Regions from separate parts of the Rattus norvegicus genome. Here region 1 is linked to region 2. A link is a contact called in public Hi-C data. All regions are on one chromosome and are shown on one strand. The core of a region is the stretch at or near the end of the contact, and the rest is flanking DNA. Distances in the headings are between cores, read along the strand shown.

Region 1 (5,447 bases), core at 237-2,736, 160 kb after region 2:
TTATGGGAAAAGATCTTTATCATGTGTCTGCGTGCCCTTCGTTAATGATGAGTTTTGTCTATGGCTATGCTGTGTGTTTCAGGCCCATTTTGTTTTTCAAAAGGATTAGGAGTTTTTGTTTCCTTTTTTTTTTTTAATTCCATTTTAGTTATTAGTGTGTGTGCTCATGTGTGTACGCATGGGTGCATGCAAGAATGTGTGTGCGCTCGCATGTGAGCCCGTGTAAGCATGTGGGTGTGAGGGGTGTCTCTCCTTCTACCATGCAGGTCCAGGGGCTCAAATTCGGCTTGTCAGACTTGCCGACAAGCACCTTTATCCACTGAGCATCTCCCCGTCCTGATGTGAGATTTGTTTGATGTTCCTGGTATGGTTCCCTTCTGCTTTGTGCTTTAACATTCAGATGGCGTCCGTAGCCAGGCTCTTCAGTCTCCCCGTCAGTGTTGCTCTGCAGCTCTCAGGCTGATCAGTTGCACGGAACATGATCAAAACAGATGCTCAGGCTGTGCGCTGAGGCTGAGGGGCAGGATGCAGCGTTCCCTGGAAGTCAGGGTTCCTGTGGGTGCTCAGCACGTGCCTTCCTGAGGTTGCGCCTTTGGCTTTTCCTTTTGGGAATAATGCCAGAAAGGTCACTGTTTCCACTTTGGAATATTCCTTTTCATCCTTGCTTTGTGAGAACTCTGCTAAAAGCCGTTTCCCTTGACCGTTTGTTCTAAGCCAGAGACAGCCTCTGAAGTTGGGAGAGTTTAATCAAGCCAGGGCCCCTGCTTGACACCTGGGATGATTGGCTGCCCTTGGCACTTGTCATTAAAAAGTCAAATATCCTTAGCCAGATGGAGGCCTTGGGCCGTTCCCTTAACAGGGATTTGCTCCTTGCAGGGATGCTCAACGGCCACCTTGCAGGGTGAACAGCCTTCCTGGCTTGTCAGATGTTACGGTCAGATATTTCATTGTTAAGGGCAGGACCTGAAGCAAAGCAGGTGATTTCTTCACAGCAGTGTGGGTTTCGGACCACACAAACCAGTCCTCTCATTCTCCTTGGTTAGTTATTCTTCTTTTCCTTCTATCTGCCAAGTGCCATTCCTGATGTTTCACAGTGAAATCTACGATCCTCAAAAAAATTAATTACACTTTATGACAGTTTTCTCAGCTTGTGGGTTGGACCCCTTTGGGGGTTAGAATGACCCTTTCACAAGGTTACCTAAGACTGTCAGCAAACACATATCTACATTCTGATTCATAACAGTAGCAAAATTACTGTTACGAAGTAGCAACGGAAATAAGTTTATGGTTGGGGGCTAACCTCTTTTGAAAAGTGTTAGCCATGGAAACCTTCTCACGCAAGCTTAAAAATGATGCAGACATTAATTGAGACAGGCAGGCCTCTACTGCTCTACCATAACTCAGCCTTGTTGTACGCATATGCTATGCAAGGCTGGGAGGGAGGAGCTGCTGGGAAGACAGATGTTCCCAGCCCAATTACCAGTGTGTGGGTGTAAGAGACCAAAGAACAAAGGAGGGCGGTGGGCGGGGACAACTGGGAGAGGCTTAACTCAGGAAGTGGGTGTGGAGATAGCAGAAGAATCAAAAATGAAAGCCTGAGAATCGCCCTTCCAAGCTGAGGCTCCAGGATGCCTGTGTGGAAGTTGCGTGAACTGCTATCCTCAAAACTGTATTTCGGATTACCTGATCAGTTTAAAGAGGCCACAAGCACACAGCTCCTGTCTCTGTGTTGCTGCTTTTCACAGGTTGTAGGCACAGTGCACACAGCTTTCCAGACAGAGAAGAAGTTCTCCTATCCATTCCCTCTGCCTAAATCAGGCCTGGGGTTTCTAAAGCATTGCTCAACTGCCATACTTAATAGTTAGGGTGCAAAGTATTAGTGCATTGGCAAAGTCTGTGGGCCTACTCCACCCTTCCTTCTATTGAATCTGGGACTGGGTGGATCAGTCTTAGAAATATGAATGAGGAAGCCATCCTTCGCTCCTATAAATAAATGCTGGCCCAGATAACTTGGAGCACCAGCCCCATGGCTATTTTTCTCACAAACACATGAACGTATCCATATGAAATGACTGGAGATGATTCCTTGTCAAGGCGGCTGGCAAGCTCAGCAGTTAAGAGCACCTGCTGCTCTTTCAGAGGACCTGGGTTCGATTCCTAGCACCCACATGGGAGCTCACAACCATCTATAACTACTTCTGGGGATCCAACACCCTCTTCTGACTTCTGTGAGCACCAGGCATGAACATGATACACATACATACATACATAGAGACAAAATATTCATGACTGTGTAGTAGTGGCCCACTCCTCTAATACCAACACTCAGGAGGCAGAAGCAGGCAGATCTCTGTGAGTTCTCGGCCAGCAGTGTGACTAGTCTACAGTGTGACTTCCAGAATAGTCAAAGTTACACAAAGAAACCCAGTCTTGAAAAAACAAAAGACCAATATATTCATTCATACACTTAAAAATGAAGTAAATAAATCTAGAAATCTCTAAACAACAACAACAAAAAACAAAACAAAACAAAAGAAGAACTTGCCAAAAGCAGGACTTCGACGACTGTGTTGAAGATCAGACATGCCAAAACAGTAAAGTATCACAGTTCTAGCAAAACTGCCTTTTCTTTATAAGAACTCCTGGGTTGGGGACATAAAACTAAAACAAAAAACGAAAGCAAAAGCAAAAGCAAAGAGGCAGTGGGAGGCAGACTTGTTTGGGGTGAGGGGTGGGGTGGGGGAAGGGGGTAATAGAACCATATTATATGATATACAGGTTATGATTTTATACATAATATAGATATACATACATTATATATTATATACAGGTATGAAACTGCTCAAGAATATTTTTTAAGAAAGGAGGCAGGGCTCCTTTAATCCCAGCACTCAGGAGGCAAAGGCAGGTGGATGTTTGTGAGTTCAAGACCAGACAGAGCTGTATAGGGAGACTCTATCTAGAGTGGGTAGTAGGATTCTCAGTGTTTGACTTGGGTATGGTGGTTCATATCTCAAAGTCTCTTACATTTGAATTTTGCAGAAACTGGTTCAGGGCCCCTGTTAGACATGGCCTGACTCACATCACCTGCTGTTGATGCTGTCCGAGCTGTGAGGCTCTCTACACCAGCTGCTCTTGATCACCTACCTGATGCACATTTCCTGTCCTCATCCAGTTTCTCCCTTCCCCTCTCAGCCCTTTCTGTAAATGGCGCCCATCCATTCATGATCTCAATGATGCTGAATATCCGCCTCAGCTCCCACTGACATTTCCCCTGTTAGCCTACAGGCCTTGCTGCCTTTCTCACGCTTAGGGAGGTATGACTGGGCTCATTCTGATCCTGTGCCTAGAACTTGAACTTCAGCCACAGAGCTAAGTGACTTTGACCACCCTCCTGGTTTTTGTTGGTTTGACTTGAGACATAGATCGATAACTTCTAATCCTATGCTTGGAAACATGAAGGGAAATTTCATGACACACATGGCATGGATTGATCAGACCCTCTCCTTTGTGAAAACACTGGCTTTCTTCCTATGGTCACTGACTGGTCTTTTATCATATCTTTAGCCAAGACTCCTCCACTCATTCTGTTTGTTGCAGATGTCCTCTTGCTTCTCCTTGTCAATCACTATATTTAAAAAGAAGTGCACTTGGCTTTGCCCTTGGTGTTATCAGTTAGATCTCTATCAGTGGAATTGAATACCAAGGCTTGGTACTTGCTATTAGGTTAAAGGTTTCGTTGGAGAGGGCCCAGTTCTTTTAATCAATTTTTAAAAATAAGACACTGCTTTCAAAATCTTGGCTTAAAGGGCCTTCCTCTGAATTAAGAATACTTATCTCTGGAAGTCTGAGAAGTCCCAGACAATATTGGCATCTCCTAATTCTACCAGACCAGACAGCTGTCCCTCCCTGGAGCTGTGCACTCTGTCTGGAAAAGAATGTGGACAGTCACAGTAGGCCACCTGCTGTTGTGCTCAAAGAGAAGCCAGCATTTAGATCAAGAATATCTTTTTAAAAAAATTTTAAAAGGCAGGGGAAGAGTATTCTACCTCCCTGTTCATTTACATGCCACAGCCAGAGTCTTGCGTTCTCTGAAAGTTCAGTTAGTTCTGGTTCGAGGCTTGAAGCTCTTCGTGTGTTGCCAATCATTAGTCCTTCTTGCATTCATCTAGAGCAGAGAGAGCTGTCATGCAGAAACAACCCAGTTTCCAACCATGGGTGAGAGGCACTGAGGACTCAAATAACCAATCTGGGCAGCAACATGATGCATATGTAACCCAAGGTTCCACATGGTGGTCTCTGAAGCACCAGGCTGGCTCCTGTAAGTGGAAGACTCCTGACGCTGTGTGAGGGATACTGCCTATCCAGGGAAATCTTATCCTTGGCTCACAGAAGGGGGCTGACTGCAGGCCACACTGTCTATATAAGGGTAAGTGTACTGGGATGCGTTCTTCCTGAGCCAACTTATTTCAGAGAATGGTCACGAACATGTTGAACTCTTGTGCTAGAAAATTTCAGGCCTTGGTTCTATGACAATAGGCTTATGACCTCATCTTGCTGTGACCCTGTTTCCTCCTTAGTAAGGAGATCAGTAAAAGCCTACCCGCTCAAGAGCAGATACCTCAGAAATGGACTGAGCCCATCCCTTAGAACCCAACACACTCGTGTGCAATACCCAAAACACATGCGCATGAACAAACATTTCTTTTGTTCTCATTTATTTGCGAATGTACTTGTTATGAGACAAGATCATACTCTGTAACCCAGGCTGGACTGAGATTCATCACATACTCCAGGCTAGCCTTGGGTTTCGGGCAATCTTCCTGCCTCTTGCTTGGTGTTGTTATTATCATTGTGGATTACCACCCCAACTCTTGTTTGTTCTTTTGGAAGGCTTCATGCTGGGACTTCTCATCCCATAAAAACAGCAAAGGCTGCATGTCAGTCATCAGGTATGAGATGGAAGCCTTCCTTCCTAGTTAAGGAACCTCAGGGCCGGACCTGCCATTGAAGGGGTTAGGAAAATCAGGAGACAAAAGGAGGAAACATTTCAGTACCCTTGAAAACATCTGCAGGAAACCCGCTTGCGTGTTTCAGTTTCTTAATTAATTCTTTGATATAGAGTCTCGCTTTTTGGTTTAGGCTGGTCTCCAACTCATGGCGATATTCTTGTCTCAGTCTTCAAGGTACTACAATGTCAGGCATGATCCCCCAGTCTGGGTTTGAGCGTTCTGTAAGTCTGTCCAGTCAGGAGCACACACCCTACCACTCCATGCTGGAAATCATATCCACAGCCTTTTGATTAAAATTTCTCTCATGCTAAAGCTTAGGTCTACCTAACTGTGTGTGTGTAAAGATATTTGTTTATATAAAATTACACACACACACACACACACACACACACACACACACACACACACCCTCCATTCTTACTCTGTTCCTTTCAC
Region 2 (5,178 bases), core at 14-2,513:
AACTTAAGTTTAGATTCCATTTAATAAATGGAGAGAAAGGTTCTTTGAGACAACATAGTACCAAAGAACAAAAAGGGGAGTGGGATGGGGGGTGGGGACAGGCACCTTTTGCTCAAAGGCAAAAGGCAAGAAATAATGAAGCATGCTGCGGGCCAATCAGCACGCAAGAAGAGCTCTACCCTGAAAAAAAGGGAACAAAGTTTAGAAACTTTCAAGCCCTTGCATTTAAATGTCTCCTGAAACTTTTGCCCACATACCAGTTCTTCTATGCTCCACCAGTCTCCACAGATGGCTTTAAATCCCCGGGGCCTCAAAGCATTGTTCTAAAGAAACCCCCACAAAGCCCGGGAGCTGAGGACCCCGTGAGCAATTGACACCCACGACCCTGCGCTTCGCCTACAAGGCTTTTCTTGGCCTCTCCCAGGACCAAGCTGCCAATGCAGCGCAAACTCAGTGGGAAAGGCTCCCAACTGTTGCATCGCCGGACTGCAAAACAGAAAGTCAACCCACCCCGGGGGTGCTCCGGATCTCCACGGAAGAAAAAAAAAGGAGGAAGAAAGAAGACAAACATCGGTCGACTTTTTTTTTGTTTTAATATTTATTTCAATTGTTTTTGCGTCTGACCGGGGCTCTCCAGGACCCGCCGGCTCCGCGCCTGGGCGTCGCTGGAGTAGAGCCTGCACCTGTCACTTCGCTCGGGAGCAGGAGCCCCACCCGCCCGACACCTGTCAAGCCGCAGTCCAGACCCCTTCGGGATGCCCTCCCCGTCGCCCGCGAGCCCAGGACCGTGTCACCGCGCCGCCGCCGTCCCGCGGAGGTGGGGGACCGAGGGGACTCCGGGGACCCCGGGCGCCGCTCCTATCGCTTGCCCGGCCCCGCCGAGATGCGCCCGGCGTCCCCGCCAAGATGCGCCCCGCGTCCCCGCGCCCTTCCCTTCCCTTCTCTCCGGCCCGCGGCGGCCGCGCTCCTCACCTGATCAGGGGCAGCTCTTCGGGGTCACTGTCCTGCGCGGGGTCGTCCTCCGGAGGCGGCGGCGGCGGCGGCGGGGGCTCGGCGGCCGCGGTTCTGCGCGGGGCTTTGGGCGGCATGACGCGCTGCGCGGGCCGGCGCGAGCAGGCGAGGGAGGCGCGCGGGGAGGCGGGCGCGCGCGCACGCCGGGCACGCCCCGTCCTCACCCGACTCCCGTTACAAAAATAATGGGAACGTCCCCTGAGGAAAACCGGACGCGCCCGGCAACCGAGCGCCGGGCCAACCGCGGGAAAACGTCACTTCCGCCCGCGGCGTCACGTCCGCGAGGCTCGCGGGCCGCGGGCGTCAGTGGGGAACCGGGGCGGCGGTGGCGGCGGCGGCGGGCGAGAGCGAGGGCGCGGGCGGGAAGCCGCAGGGAAGCCGCGCCTGCCCGGGCTTGTCTCCGCCCGCGTCGTCCCCGTGGGCGGCGCCAGCCGAGGCGGGGCGGGCCGGCTCCTAGGAGCCGCGGCCTCTGGGAGAACGCTGGACAGGGCGCGCCCCTCGACCGGCCCGCGCGGCCGGCAAAACAAAAACAAACGTGCCCGGCCAGTGGGAGGTGGGCTCGGCCGGGGTGGGCGGTCCAGGGTGGGGCCATTACTGGCCTTCTGGAGACGAGGGTAGATAGTCGATGTACAGAGTGAAGTGTGGAGTAAGTCTTTTGATGTGGAAACTGGAGGCGCGGTCCAAGCCCGACAGATCTTAACGGGAAAGGATCTTTTGAAAATCAGCTTGCCAGGCGGACCCAACTTTGAAAAATCGTTTACAAAATCGTTTGAAAAGAAAGCAGAAACCAGTTTGCCGTGTTAATGCGCGCGATCCAGCCCCCTTTCATAATTGTTTCTCAGAGACAGCCGGTCAAACTGGGGAGGCCAGCATTCCACTTTGCGTGTTGGAAATGGGAGTTCGGAGAGTTGATTACCTGTGTCACATAGCCGGTCGGTGGCAGAGGACTCAAACCCAAGTAATATTTGGTGACTCACCATATCACCAACGCACAGACACGGGGAAAGAGCACACTAGAACTACCGCCACCAAAAGCTGGCTCAGCAACTATCTTTTCTAGTTACAGTTTTTACGCGTCAGTCAACGTAATTTTCTCTCTTTGCCAGTCCTTATTGGTGGTTGCCACACAACTCCCTAACTGAGGTGCAGTGAATAAAAAGCAGTTGTTGTTCCGGTGTAAACTATCTTGGAACAGCTGAGCAAAAGCTGAGGAAGCAGGAACTTCATTGGGTAGGTTGCAAACCTGGGCTTATTCTCTGCCTTGACATGTGTGAAGGATACACAGACCTCCTTCAATTGTCAGTCCTGCCTAACTTCAGAAGCCTGTGAAGCAAATGTTAGTCAGGAGGTTGAGCCCAGGCCCTGATGCAGCCACCGAGAATGTATGGAATTAAAATAGCAGTTGAGTTCACCTTGTCCCAGATTTAGGCAAGAGCTTAGGTTACATGCAGTCTAGGTTTGAGGAAGATACAGGATAGACTGCAGGGGGCCTGAAAAAAATGACAGTCCTGCCTCAAAATTATCAGAGAATGTGACACTTGCTAACTGATGCCCCTGTGGTAATTTGTGGCAAGCTGCAAAAGAACCTGGGCCCTCAGACATGTAACAGAGCGGGTGATTGGTCATCTCTGCTGGTACTGACCTCAAGCTGATGGTCAGCTATGTGTGTCAGAAGTCATTGGAATTAATATTTCCTCCATAACCCCTTTTCAACATACAGACCAAAGTTGACCTGGTAGCTCAGGCTGTAATGCTCTGAGGCTAAGGCAAAAAAAATCACAAATTTAAGTCCTGCCTTGGCTATAGAGTGAGTTGAACTCCAACCTGAGCAACTAAGTAAGTTTATTCCTATAATAAAAAGCAAAAATAAGTGTGGAATATAATAGAATTCTTACCTAGCATGTGAGGAACTGGGATTTCAAAACCCAGAAACACATGCACACGCGCACACACGCGCACACACGCGCACACACACACACACACACACACACATGGGACAGGGGAGAGACAGACAGAGAGGAGGAGACAAGAGACAGAAGGCAAAATTTCATACATCATCACAGCCTTAGAATCTAAGGCATTGGCCACATTAGAACATAGGACAGCCAAGGAAAGGCTGGGGAATTATAACTCCATGTGTAGATAAGACTTGTTTTATTTGAACCTAGTTCATCAATAAGCTTGCAAATGAGATTTTTCAATTCTTGATTACAAATGCCAAAACCTGTTTCAAAAAAATGGGGCAAATAAATGGGGCAGGGCCAGAAATGTAGCCCAGTAGAGGGGTTGAGGAGGGGATTTGGTGGTAGAGAAGGAGAAATGGAGGCGGGGAAAGAATTTGACAAAGCATTTAAAGTGTTTGTGTGTCTGGTAGTTTGGCACATGGAAACATCCAGGTCCTTGGTTTTGGACACCTTCTTACTCAGACTCTAGAGGTCTTCAGGTGGCCTTCAGCTTGCGTGGGGTGTTGGTGGGTAGGATGGCTGTGCTTTTGTCACATGCCAGGGAAACTGGAAGGTGAGTTTGCCCCTTGTTACTCAGAATAAGTAGGAAGCTGTAAGAATGTAAATAGTTATTGGTATTTTCAAAGTCCTTTTCATTTTTTAATTGAGCCTTGTTTTGAAAATTCACAGCTAAATCAAGGAAGTAAACATTTTGTCATTTCTTTTGGATCTTATAGTGGTTTTTGAAAAAAAAAGATCCTGTCTCACTTTGTCAGTAAAAGACACACATCTGTAATGCATTAGTAACAGTAGTAGATTTCACAATAGTCACAGAAATTATTCCAAAGAATTAAAGCCCTGTGGGTTTCTCCTGAGAACTGTAGTGTCTCATTTATTTAGTAGGAGGCTGAGACAGAAGGATTCCACATTCAAGACCCCTTTGGGTCCAAGAGTGAGTTCACAATAATACCCTCTCTCAAAATAAAAAAAAAAAAGTTAAAAAAAGTGGAGCCAGGCTGGGATGTAAGTCAGTACACTTGTCTGGTGTGTATGAACACCAGGTTCAATCTCCAGTACTGCAAAATAAAAATAAATTCAGTCTCCTACTTATTTGTAGCCATAGCTCTTAGGAATGGCAACAAAGGCATCAAATTTGATAACTATATGTCCAAAGTGGAAAGAAATTAGTTAAGGGTTTGCTAACCATTTTGAATATTTACTTTCCACCAAAATAAACCTCACAACAAAAATTCACAAATCCACACCAGGCCAGAGACTCTGGACTCAGAAATGGACCAGAATCTCTTTCTTTCACTGTTTAAAAACAATTAAAATATAGCTTTAATCCTGTGAGCCAGTTTTTGGAACAGGATGTTGATGAAAGGCTAAGGATAACATTTTAAAATAAAGCCTTGCTTCCTTGTGGAGAAAAGCTTGCTGCCCAGGGCTGGACAGATTAGTAAGACCATCGCTGCTCTTGCAAATGGCCCAGTTTCGATGCCCAGCACCTTCATAGCAGCTCACAACCATCTGCACCTCTAGTTCTAGGACTCCAAGCCCTTGTCTGGCCTCCACGGGCTCTGAGCATGCACGTGGCACAGGACGATACATGCAGGCAAAACACCCACGTGCATAAGAGAAAGAAATTTACAGTTAGTGACTGAAGTATGTTCTCCCATTTGCCTTTATACCTCGAGAGAAAGGTTTCTGCAGTTTTGAGAGTGTTGTTAAAATAAAATAAAGAAACAATTTAGCTATGCCTTGCCTTCAAGTTGCATGTCATCAGTCTAAGCAACATGTAGCTAAAATATCTCATTTAACAAGCAAAGAACACAGCTCACTCCTCACATTATCTGTACTTACCGGTATGGACACATTAAATAATGTTATTTTTGTAATTCTCTTCTTTCCATTTTACATCTGCCCCAGTTTTATTTGCTGAATGTAATTTTATTTCTGGTTAATCAGAGAAAAAAATCTAAGTTTATATTTACTGCGTCTTTATTATTTGTCTTCACTTAATTTCCTGGCAATTCTTTGTGTTTTTCTGAGACAAGATCTCATGGCATAGCCAGAGCTGTCCTGGAATTCACTCTGTAGCCCATTGTCTCAAATTCCTGGCAGCTCTCCTGCCTCAGCCTCCCAGGTGCTGGAATTACGCCCAGTCTAACAATTTGTTTTTGTTTTACTTTCCAAAAGTATCAGTTCAAGACAACTGGGAGAT

What was found. Hi-C and Micro-C count contacts between places; a contact is called where the count stands out from the background.
Region 1: a contact with region 2 is called in a Hi-C map of Schwann cells, with 1.8 times the contacts expected there. The contact joins the enhancer-like site here to the promoter of Rb1 in region 2. A contact is called at or near these places in 8 of 12 Hi-C or Micro-C datasets (the A7r5 cell line, Schwann cells, frontal cortex and 4 more).

Annotation. Positions count from the first base shown.
Region 1 is chr15:55,066,850-55,072,296 of GRCr8, forward strand. It overlaps the pseudogene Tyw5-ps1. Among named protein-coding and RNA genes, the nearest start is that of Med4, 37 kb to the right of the region's middle. Within about 2 kb of position 1,487, at least 45 of the 93 cell types and tissues checked have an H3K27ac peak or open chromatin away from gene starts, as enhancers often do. A contact at or near this core is called in Schwann cells, where this site is marked.
Region 2 is chr15:54,910,594-54,915,771 of GRCr8, forward strand. Rb1 (RB transcriptional corepressor 1) reads right to left here and starts at 1,264. Exons shown (of 27, transcript NM_017045.2): 1 at 973-1,264. The coding sequence starts at 1,088.